Regions from separate parts of the Sus scrofa genome. Here region 2 is linked to region 1. The links are chromatin contacts, called in public Hi-C maps. All regions are on one chromosome and are shown on one strand. Each heading gives the region's core, a stretch centred on a gene start, on an enhancer-like site or on the middle of the called end of the contact. The rest is flanking DNA. Distances are from core to core; before and after follow the strand shown.

The links. Hi-C and Micro-C count contacts between places; a contact is called where the count stands out from the background.
Region 2: a Hi-C map of skeletal muscle shows a contact between it and region 1, with 5 times the contacts expected there. The contact joins two enhancer-like sites. A contact is called at or near these places in 4 of 47 Hi-C or Micro-C datasets (embryonic fibroblasts, heart right ventricle and skeletal muscle) and 1 of 2 datasets of contacts at active chromatin or transcription factors (skeletal muscle).

Annotation. Positions count from the first base shown.
Region 1 is chr8:103,936,644-103,942,346 of Sscrofa11.1, forward strand. It overlaps MAD2L1 (mitotic spindle assembly checkpoint protein MAD2A), which reads left to right. Exons shown (of 5, transcript XM_003129223.4): 5 at 1-26. Among named protein-coding and RNA genes, the nearest start is that of MAD2L1, 12 kb to the left of the region's middle. Within about 2 kb of position 3,643, at least 3 of the 83 cell types and tissues checked have an H3K27ac peak or open chromatin away from gene starts, as enhancers often do. A contact at or near this core is called in skeletal muscle, where this site is marked.
Region 2 is chr8:104,417,692-104,423,394 of Sscrofa11.1, forward strand. PDE5A (cGMP-specific 3',5'-cyclic phosphodiesterase) reads left to right here. Exons shown (of 22, transcript XM_021101648.1): 22 at 1-3,264. Among named protein-coding and RNA genes, the nearest start is that of FABP2, 44 kb to the right of the region's middle. Within about 2 kb of position 3,545, at least 6 of the 83 cell types and tissues checked have an H3K27ac peak or open chromatin away from gene starts, as enhancers often do. A contact at or near this core is called in skeletal muscle, where this site is marked.

The DNA.
Region 1 (5,703 bases), core at 2,393-4,892:
AAATAAAGTTAAATGTATGTTTTAAATTTGCCTTAAAATATTTGTATATAAGTGTGGTATAGATACAGTTAAATAGTTGCAATGGATTCAGTGCTGCATATTATTTTTTTATTTTTAAAATTTTTATTATAGTTGACTTACAATGTTGTCAATTTCTGCTGTACAGCAAAGTGACCCAGTTATACATATATATATATTTTTTCTCATATTATCATCCATCATGTTCCATCACAAGTGATTAGATATAGTTCCATGTGCTGTACAGTAGGACTTATCCACCCCAAAGGCAATAGTTTGTGTCTACTAAACCCAAACTCTTAGTTCATCCCACTCCCTCCTCTACCCTTTGGCTACCACAAGTTTGTTCTCCATATCCATGAGTTTGTTTCTTTTCTGTAGGTTCATTTGTGCCATATATTAGATTCTACATATAATGATATCATATGGTATCTGTCTCTCTCTCTCTTTCTTAGTTCACTTAGTATGAGAATCTTTAGTTCCATCCATGTTGCTGCAAATGGCATTATTTTGTTCCTTTTTATGGGTGAGTAGTATTCCACTGTGTATATGTACCACATCTTAATCCATTTATCTGTCTAGTGGACATTTAGGTTGTTTCCATGTGTTGGATGTTATAAATAGTGCTGCAGTGAATGAAAATTTTGTCCAGATATATGCCCAGGAGTGGGATTTCTGGATCATATGGTAGTTCTATATTTAGTTTTCTGAGGTACCTGTTTTCCATAGTGTTTGCACCAATTTACTTTCCCACCAAGAGTGTAGGAGGGTTCCCTTTTCTTCATACCCTCTCCAGCATTTCTTATTTGTAGTCTTAGTAATGACAGCCATTCTGACAGATGTGAAGTAGTACTTCATTATAGTTTTGATTTGCATTTCTCTGATAATTAAGTGATGTTAAGCATTTTTTCATGTGCCTGTTGGCCATCCATGTCTTTGGAGAAATGTCTGTTTAGGTCTTCTGCCCATTTTTCAATTGAGTTTTGGTTTTTTTGCTGTTGAGTTGTTTGTATATTTTAGAGATTAAGCCCTTGTGTATTGCATCTTTTGTAACGATTTTCTCCCATTCTGTAGGTTTTTTTCTTTTTTTTTTTTTAAATGGTTCTTTGCTGTGCAAAAACTTGTGAGTTTGATTAGGTCCCATTGGTTTATTTTTGGTTTTATTTCTATTGCCTTGAGAGACTGACCTAAGAAAACATCTGTATGGTTGATATCAGAGAATGTTTTGACTATGTTCTCTTCTAGGAGTCTGATAGTGTCTTGTCATATTTATAAGTCTTTAAGCCATCTTAAGTTTATTTTTGTGCATGGTGTGAGGGTGTGTTCCAGTTTCATTGATGTACATGCAGCTGTTCAGTTTTCCCAGCACCACTTGCTAAAGAAACTCTCTTTTTCCCCTCTTACATTCTTGCCTCCTTTGTCAAGGATTGACCACAGTTTTCTGGGTTTATTTCTGGGTTCTCCATTCTGTTCCACTGGTCTGTATGTCCATTTTTATACCAGTGCCACACTATCTTGATTACTGTAGCTCTGTAATATTGTCCGAAGTCTGGGAGAGTTACAGTACAGCATATTATTTCTTGTGCCCACTATATTGTAGGTCCTAAGGATACAAAGTTGAGTACGTCTTGAGGTACCTTCAGTTTAATGGACAAGCATTTATGGTATCCCCTTCACCTCATAACAGTACATTTGAAATAAACATTCTTTGTGTAAAATGATTAGGGTCATTTGGAATTCAGTTTAGCAAATGTTAGATTGTAGAATCTTTCTATACTCTCACCTCATTGTCAGTCTTAATTTTCCATATATAGTTGAACAACATGGGGGACTTGCCCTCTAAGCAGTTGAAAATACCAGTATAACTTATACTCTCATCACATATGTTCTTTCAGTTCCCACTTATTTTTCAAAGGTCAGTTTAAGGCAAACTTCTAAAAAGTCTTTTCTAATCTCTATACTAAATCTTAACCCATTTTGTAATAGTTTTTTAAGTACTTAGTAGCCAACACTGTTCAAAGATCTTTACTCATTTATCCTTCACTTTTAAGTAAATACAGTCTGTATCCATTCAATCAAAAATTATATTGTGAAGGTCTATTAATGTACAGAATATTGTGTGCCAAGTGCCAGAATGAATGAAACCAAGCCCTGGCCTTTCTGAAGCCTGGGATCTTATAAAGGAGAGGACAATATATGGCAAAGGACCATGAAGTGACCAAACAGGTTTATTTCATTATATATCTGTCTGTTATTTCATCTGGATAATCTCATCTCTTTGATCCAGTTGTGTGCTCCTTAAGAGTAAAGGGCAATTTCTTGCATTCTTTCATGTCTTAGTGCTGCTGGACAAACAGGCCAGTATTTGACGATGGGTATCCTGAATGCCATTGCAAGAGCCTGTTCCCTAAAGAGTAGTTGAAGCTGGCTAACAGGTCCACTCACAAGTCTTTTCCTGAATAAGAATAGTTATGCAGAAATAGAAATAATACTGGTTTAGGTAGGTATCCACACAGACATTTAATTTTTTTTCTTTACCTCTGTTTCTATTTAATTGCTTAGTCTATAAAATTTATCTAGTTTTACTCATTTACATGAAAGCTCAGAATAGTTATAATAATGCTAAATTGCAATGCCTATATTTTCCACCAGGTGTCACTAATGCCATGATAGTTGACTAAAGGCTGATCTTCAGCTTTTCTCACTGAAAGTTAACACTGGATTTCTGGCTACAAAAATATAAAGACTTCAGGGGGAAAAACACCATATTTTTCATTTGCTAGGCACTTTACATGGATTATTTCATCCAATTCTCATGCTTTAGTGCACATGCAGAATTGTGGGGGTCAATGAGCATGCAAACAGTACCATGTTTTTTAAAGTTTAGATGGTCCCTTTTTGCCTGCAGCCAAGGAAGCTCATTTGACTCCATAACAAGCACATCAAAAGGAATGTTTCTTCATCCTTTTCTTATGGTTCTGATCTACATCCCCTTTAGCAACTGAGTGTCCAAACAAATTAGTTTTCCTTTACTGGGCTCTGAGTTTCACTGGGTGAGTTTGTATTTACCCTTTCCTCAGATGACTTGGACCAATGAATGGAAGGAAACAAAAGACAGTACTTTATCCTATACCTTATCTATAATGTTAATAAAGTGAATTTTCAAGCAGTTGTGAAACACTTTCCAACTAATCAGAAGAATTGTTCAGTTACTCCTTCGGGTATTATTTTCCGGCTTAATCTAAATTTCCCATTCTTTTTTTTATTCAACGTATAACATTACATTTCAACTTATTTTGTTCAATGTAAATACGAAAAAAATTTGTGTTGGAGTATCTATGGAATAGAACCTGTCTACTAAAATTCAAATTTTATTAGTTATATTTTCTAAAAACAGATCTTTAGCGATCTTTCCATTCTTCATGAATACAGCTTTGAAAGCCAGCAGTATTAACCAATGCTTATTTAAAAAAAAAAAAAAATCTAGCTGGGAAAGCTACTTAATCTCCATTAGAGTTGACAATCCTGTTCCAATCTGGCAAAAACACTGTAGTCCTAGCAACAAAACTATTAGAAAAGGCCCAGAGAGAAAAATGTCAGAGTTGACCCTCTGATTACACAAGTCAGTTTATGTTACCACTTCACCTATTTTTGTCCTCCTACCATTTGATCTATTTTTATACTAGAGAAACATAATATAGTTTCATTTATTTGTGTGAGAGCCATTTTCTTCTACATTTATCTGCACCATTTTGCTATGCAAGCTTGTTTGCACAAAGGAACTTAATATCAGATTAAAATGTTTATTGTCTTGGAATTTCTTCTGTCCTGAAAAAGACCTCCAAGTATAAGCAGGCCACCCATACTCCATTTCCATGCAAGGGAAAGATTTCAAACATTTAAAAACTAGATATGGACAAATCAAGTGGATGCCCAGACATGGATATGATTTCTATCTGAATGACAGTCTCACTAAATGCAAAAGTCAGTGGTTTTAAAGATTTGATTCAGTGATGTCCAAAAAATTTCTTGTCTAAAATACAGTTCTTGGATCACTGTACTTAATCACAATAGTCAATACAGCTCTGTAAAAACCAATTCACAGCTTGCAGATCTAAGGAAGGAAATTCACAGGCAATGATTATCTACTGTGTGTCAAGCACCAGTTGGGTGTTGTGCACGTGTTCAGCCTGGTCCCTTCTAGGTGAACAGAGGTTGTGTGGTGGGGAAGTGGTAGACCTGAGCTACACGCTGTGGAGACTGGTGATGAGACATGGGGAGAGAGCCGTGAAATAAAGAAAATGATGAAGTGTGAGTCCCAAATGATGAGTCCTGTGGAAAAAGGAATAAGCCCAAAAATCTCAATTCAGGGCTATGAAGGAAGAAGAGTTTGGAAAGGGAAGGAGTGGATACAAAATGAAGGTTTTATAACTGCTGATGCCCAGGGAGTCCCAGAGGATAACCATGAAAAAAACACTGAATGAAAAAAGAATCCTTTACAGTATATCTTTAGCTCAATTTGTAAGCAGGGAGGGAATTTGGCATCAAATTAGTATACTACATGCATTATCTCAATAATTATCTGTATTATCTCACAACAACCCTATGAGGGTTACTATCTCTTTTACACATGTTAAAAACAGATTTAGGAAGGTTAAGTAATTTGCCCAACATCAAACATTCAGAATTCACTTCAGGCCCAAATCCAAAGCCAATATTCTTGCTACTATATCTCAGAGGCTGGGGAACAAGGATGAGTCTCTTCTGCTCCAGTGTGTAGCCTCCGCCAAGGAGACTACAATACCACATGAATCCAAGTGAGAACTCTTAGCCACAATATTTGAGCATAGAGGTGTATTAACTTTAAAAAATACTTTCTGGGAGTTACTTTTGTGCTCACTGGAAACAAACCTGACTAGTATCCATGAGGATGCAGGTTTGATCCCTGGCCCAGCTCAGTGAGTTAAGGATTCTGCGTTGCCATCAGCTGTGGTATAGGTTGCAGACATGCCTCAGATCCTGCATTGCTTTGGCTGTGGTGTAGGCTGGCAGCTGCAGCTCTGATTTGACCCCTCGCCTGGGAACTTCTATATGCTTCGGGTGTGGCCCTAAAAAGACAAAAACAAAAAACCTTTCTGAAGTTCCCAGTGTGGAACAGTGGGGTTAAGAATCTGACTCTAGTAGCTCAGGTCACTGCAGAGGCATGGATTCAATCCCCCACCCAGCACAGTGGATTAAGGATCTGGCATTGCTGCAGCTGTGGTCACACCTGTGGCTTCCATTCAATCCCTGGCCAAAAAACTTCCATATGCCATTGGTGCAGCCATCAAAAAAAAAAAATACTTTTTCATAATCAGTTATAACTAAATGTTTATAAACAGACTATTTTGCTATATACATTCATTTTCTTCCATCAACATTTTCTTGTCTCATTCTTTCACTTGTTTTTGTAACTAAGTGCTGTGTTAGAATTTGGGCTTTAACCAGTTTGAGGAAGAGACACAGAAAACAGACATTGAAGTGTATGTATTATCATCCAAATTATGGGGTTCTCTAGTAAAGCTGAGTAGGAGAATAATGCTTAGACCTAGCACAGAAATAAGCTGTTGCTGTTCCTCCATATATAAACTATGGAACAGTCAGACAACTCCAGTCTTCCGCAATTCCAGCTAAGCCCAATTTCAG
Region 2 (5,703 bases), core at 2,295-4,794, 480 kb after region 1:
GAATGTGCCATATTTTGGTTTATAGGACTAGGCAACCCAGATCACAGAAATTTGGTTATGCACCCTATACTGGCCCCAGGCTTATAGTTGATGGTATTTATTTCTTTCAGCTTTTAGTACATTTAGAAAACTAACATTTTCTTAGAATTTAAGCCCAGTTAAGTGTATTCCTATTGTTTATGTGTGCCCCTAAAGAACACTTTATTTCATATTGCAAAAGTAGATAATGAATGAGCACCTGCTTCAGGAAAAGAAAATCTGCTCTACATAGGCAATAATGTCTGGAGTTGGGGAAGAGTAGGAAAAGAAGTATTTGATCTGTTCATCCTCTTCCCCACTCCTGAAGAAGGACTATCACTAGTTTGGATAGGAAATCTCTTGGGGATACAGTAACGCAGCATTCTCGAAGACTTTACTAAAACATATTTTCCATTCATATCCTTTCTCCCCCCCCCCAAAGTGCCTAAAATGTGGCATTGATTACGTTTTTAAAATTCTGAGTATGTGTGTATGTATCTTGACATAAAATGGCTTTATTCTTACTCTTTAGCTTTTTAAAAAAAAGCAAAACAGATTGTATTGCCATTCCTTTGTAGCGGTAAAAGCTAGGCTAGAAGGTGATCAACTGTTTAACGCTGTATGTACTATCGTTGTGACACTTGTATTTTCAGGATGTTATTCTATTTTTGTTATATGTCATACACATAAGAGCTGTATGGTTACCTCTTGGTGGCACTGGTGTGTAACTTACACAGACTTTCACTAAAATAATGTATCTACATACCAGTATACACCTATGCATGCAGACATAATTCCTTAGTATAGAAAAACTGTTTAAAGACTAGCAGTCTTTAATAACCTTTCTTTTTGCCATACACACTGTGGTTTAGCAGTTATGTTATAATCTGTAGTCAAATACTTTAGTAGTTTGTTTATTAGAGCCCTCTAATATATGTCACTGAGATGTTTAGAGACGTAGTAGACTATGTATGGAGGATCTGTATGTGCCATTTTAACAAGAAGATGTATTTAGATTAGAAATTTTTGGTTTACCTTTAGAAAATGGTTTATATTACTTGTACTAGTTTAGAAATTCAAAGAAGTTGGGCAGTGCCATGCCTACTTTATATTATTTTGAGGAATTTTAGTTCATACAGAAGAGTGCTTCTTTAGGAGTGGTTAGTTGGTTCAGGTAATTTTTAATTTCTAGGAAAATCATTCCATACATGGATTAATATCTGGTACATGGGCACAAATTTTGTTCTTATGTGAATATTTCCTTTCCAGTATCTTCTCAAGTTGGAAAAAGTATGCATGTGTGTGTGTATATATATACACACACATACACATCGTCTCTTCTTACCCTATCTTATATTTATATTGCTTGTAACTCACAAGAAGTTGTTCTTATTTGTTCTTATTCTAGGTTAGTTCATTCTTGTTATACCTGAGTAACATGATACCATTTCGTTTCAATTTTTGGCCCCCAAAGCCCCCACTATTTTACCAAGTTGTGAGAAGATGTCTATAGAATTTCCCAGCCTTGTACTATTCACAGGATTGGCCTTTGCCAGCCACAGTCCTTGTGAACTTGTGTTAAGTCTCTTAACCTCTGTGGGTGTCAACAAGTTGTGCTATCAGAGGAGTTAGGTTTGGGGTAAGCCTTGTCTCCAAGGAGGCTGTCATAGAAGGCAGCGACTGTGTAAGCCCTAATAGCCCCTGGAGACGCAGTCAGAAGTGGCTCTCAGACCACAGAGCACAGCATCCAATCCCCTTATGTCATTTCCTGTGTTGAGTTTCCAAGACTAAAAAAAAAGACAGTACATTTACTTGGCTACTCATGCAGATCACCAGTGAGTGTGAGATTTAGAGCTCTTGGAGCACCGTGCCTCAAGGTACAAACCCTGGATGATGATGATGTCCTCATCACTGATATCTTGACAAAAAAAGCTTACTTCAAAAGGAGTGTTGGAGATAAGAATGTGTGCAACAATGTACTGGAAATCCTGGATTTGGGGAGGAAACAAGTCACAGATATATTCTTGCCTACCAGTGAAGTGCCTTTATTTTCAGCATAGAGCACAAATGTTAGACCTACTCTGATTTGATTTCCAATTTTCCTGTGTTTTTACCAGATTGTACCCCTAAAACTTTACAGGACATCACAAGCAATGCTGTTTGGTTTGTTTTACAAGAGTGGTTTAAGATGAGAGGGAGGAAAAGTATAATCACTTTGCTCTGTTGGGAACAACTGTATGTAAAAACCAGGTGGTATAATATAGCTGCTCAGCATCAGACATATGTCTGGATGCATCTTCTATTGAGTTCCTGCCACATGTCAGGCACTGTGCTCAGCTGTGAAGACAGAGCAGTGACCCTGAGCTCACAGTATCTGCAGGGAGTGCTGGATAAGAGATTTAAAGCTTCTGATACTGTCGATTTGAGGTGAAAATCTAGGATACAGTTATCACTTTCATCTTCATCTATAATATACATTGTATAGTTTTCCAAGGGTCTTCTTTACCTGGAACTTATTAAGAATCTGTCAGTGAAACATCATGTCTTCTTTGAAGTATGAATCACATAACCTGTTGTTAACTTAAAGAATACTTTATGCAAGTAAAGAGTCATATATTCCACTATATAGATTATTTTTCCATATGCTAGCCAGCTAGAGATTACTCAGAGTTCTCTTAGACTGTTAAATTGTGCACAGTTTGGACCCCTTCTGCTCCACCACAGGGAGCGAGGAAGAAAGTATTAAAGCTCACTTTGCCCTTCCATATGCTTCTCAAAAGCCTGTGTAAACATGTCTTAATAAATGTTGTTGAAAACCATGTAAATAATTTAAAATATAAATTTCTATTACAGTTTAAGAAAAGAAAACCTTATGAGTCATCACTAGCCACTGTTAATATCTATTTGTATTCTTATACCTTTTCAATACATTTGAACAAATATATAGTTTCTGGCACTATTTTTGTACTAGGATAAAGGACTTACTGTATATGTTATGTTTAGCTTTTAAGTCATTTTAAATAATTGTGAATGTTGATCGCTTGTCTTTCCTCTCCCCCACCATGAGAACCACTTCAGATGACTCTTCTATGACAAAATCACTTTAAAGGAACACTTACCCACCTATGCTCCCTATAAAGTCAAGAGATGGTCAGGGTGGTTTCCATTGTGCAAACTCCCTTCACTTGTCAGTTGTTTCCTCATTTTTCCATGCTTTGAAAAAATAAAAAGAAGAATGAACAAGTAGGCATGAGTGTCGTGTGATTATTATGGGACTTTGGCAGAGAGAATGGGTCCAGTAGTTTAAGAAACTTTAATCAAACTCATCTGTGTCTAATAGCTGAAAAAAACTTTTAATAATTTCTTTCCTCAGCCTAGATACTGCTCAGTAATAGTCTTCTTTTTATTAATATCATTTGCTATCAGTTTGAGGACAACATTTTCCCTCTGCCTCACTAGGTCCCTAACAGCTCTATGGAAGGTGACTGTCATCCTCATGTTGCATGAGGAGCTAAGGCTTAGGAATTAATAAATACTTGCCAAATGACATGAGCTGGATTTGAGCCCAGATCTGTGTAATCTCAAAGCAGGTGTTTATTCCATGTAGTTCGCTTTTTGAATTTTAATTGTAAAAGGTCCCCACATCCATTCTTAATGGATCAACTGGGCTACCTAGAAGCATTAAGAGGCAAGATTTCTCACATCCAGTAGATGTGGTTTTGTTGGGGATTTTAGAATTAACATTCCTTCCTTTAGTTCATCTGGTAACAGCTAATGCCATTCCACCGCAGAATCCTAGGTACCACTGTGCTTCAATGCTGCAAGTCTAGAGGTGTGGGGGTATAGTTAAAAGGAGAGTTTCTGATTCATTACTTAGTTTTGCCACTAAACAAGCCTCTGTCACATGGAAGAGAATATCTAGGCTATGCCTATTTCACAAAGCTAAAAAGCCAAAGATAAAATGAAAGCTCATGTAAAACAGTATTTTTAGATTTTCTGACCACTAGAGGGCACCAGAGTTCCAGCTGTATTTAAAGTAATGGTTATTGGGTACAATAGATAAAACTTATTTTTTACTTTAAAATTTTTTTAATTTCAAAAATTTTTCGGCCACACCCACAGCATATGGAAGTTCCTGGACCAGGGATCAAACCTGTGCCACAGCAGTGACCCAAGCCACGGCAGAGACAATGCTGAATTCTCAAAACACTGTCACAAGAGAACCCCACAACTGCTTTTTAAAAGATAATTACTAGCTTAAAAAAAAAAAAGAAAAAAAAAAAAACCGAGAATTAAGACTTGCTTACTTCTCTCTGTCCAGTGATCATTTTTAAAATATTTTCCCCAAACAATAACTGAACATCTGACATCTCTCTGATTGATACTCAATATTCTAAGAATTATTAATGGAATCAAAATAATTATTTGAATCAAAAGAAATTTAATGGCATGTTTGCTTCCTTTTAAGTGTGTGTATATGTGTAAATATACAGGAACAATTTGACTCAGTCATCTGACAGCAATCCTAATGGCACATTTTAGGATTCCTCTCTCTAACTTAATTAAAGGGATACAACTGCATGGCTAGGGGTGGGAGGGGGAGAAATAAACATAAACTAAATGAATATAAACTATCACAATAGTTTTCAACTTCAGTATGTTTCCAACTTATATTAAATACTTCTAGAGCCATATTTCATTTCCTATCACTGTTTCCCTTACCCAACAGGAGTTGTTTCTAGGCTTTATATGACACAATCCAGGATACTCCTGGCAAGACACAAGCTTCCCCCTTTATCAACTAGCACTCTCTGGGAATCAATACTTCTCTGATCTCTCTGATGTGCCTAGACTGAAGAAAGGCATAAAACATGGTCAACAACTACCTTGGCTACAGCTGCTTTCTCCAGAAGAGCCAAGAGAAGTAGTTACTAAGGACGCTCTAGGCAAGTGTGCTGGAATCAAATAATGTACTTCTTAGGGAATGGTATAAAGACAGGACCAAGTCCTATCATTTTTTTCCTTTGTTTTGTAAACACTGGCTTCTTTTTTTCTATTCTGGTTCCACTCCTAAGGCCTTTCAAACATGTAACTCTCCTGCCATAAGAACACCCTGCCTGAATCACACAGCCTTCCCACCAGCATCTTGGCATTCTGTCCTAAATTTGGAAGGTACTCAACAAATACTGAGTAAAAGAACAGATTTCCATCCTTTCCTATTTGATATAAAATTGAACTATTCATAGAGAAAGGAGAAGGTAATTCCAGTGAAGGGCAAGTGGAAATCAAAAGAAAGCCAAAGTAGCAATACTTACATGAGATAAAATTGACTTTAAAAATAAAGTCTGTTACACTGTTACAAGAGACAAAGAAGGACACTGCATAATGATAAAGGGATCAATCCAAGAAGAAGATATAACAATTTTATAAACATATATGCACTCAACAGAGGAACATCTAAATATATGAGACAAATATTAATGGACATAAAAGGAGAAATCAAAAGTAACATAATAATAGTGAGAAACTTTAAACTCTACTAACATCAATTGACAGATCATCCTGACAGAAAAAAATCAATAAGGAAACAGTAGCCTTAAATGGCACATTAGACCAAATGTACTTAAATGATATATAAAAAGCATTCCATCTGAAAGCAATAGAGTACAGATTTTCTTCAAGTGC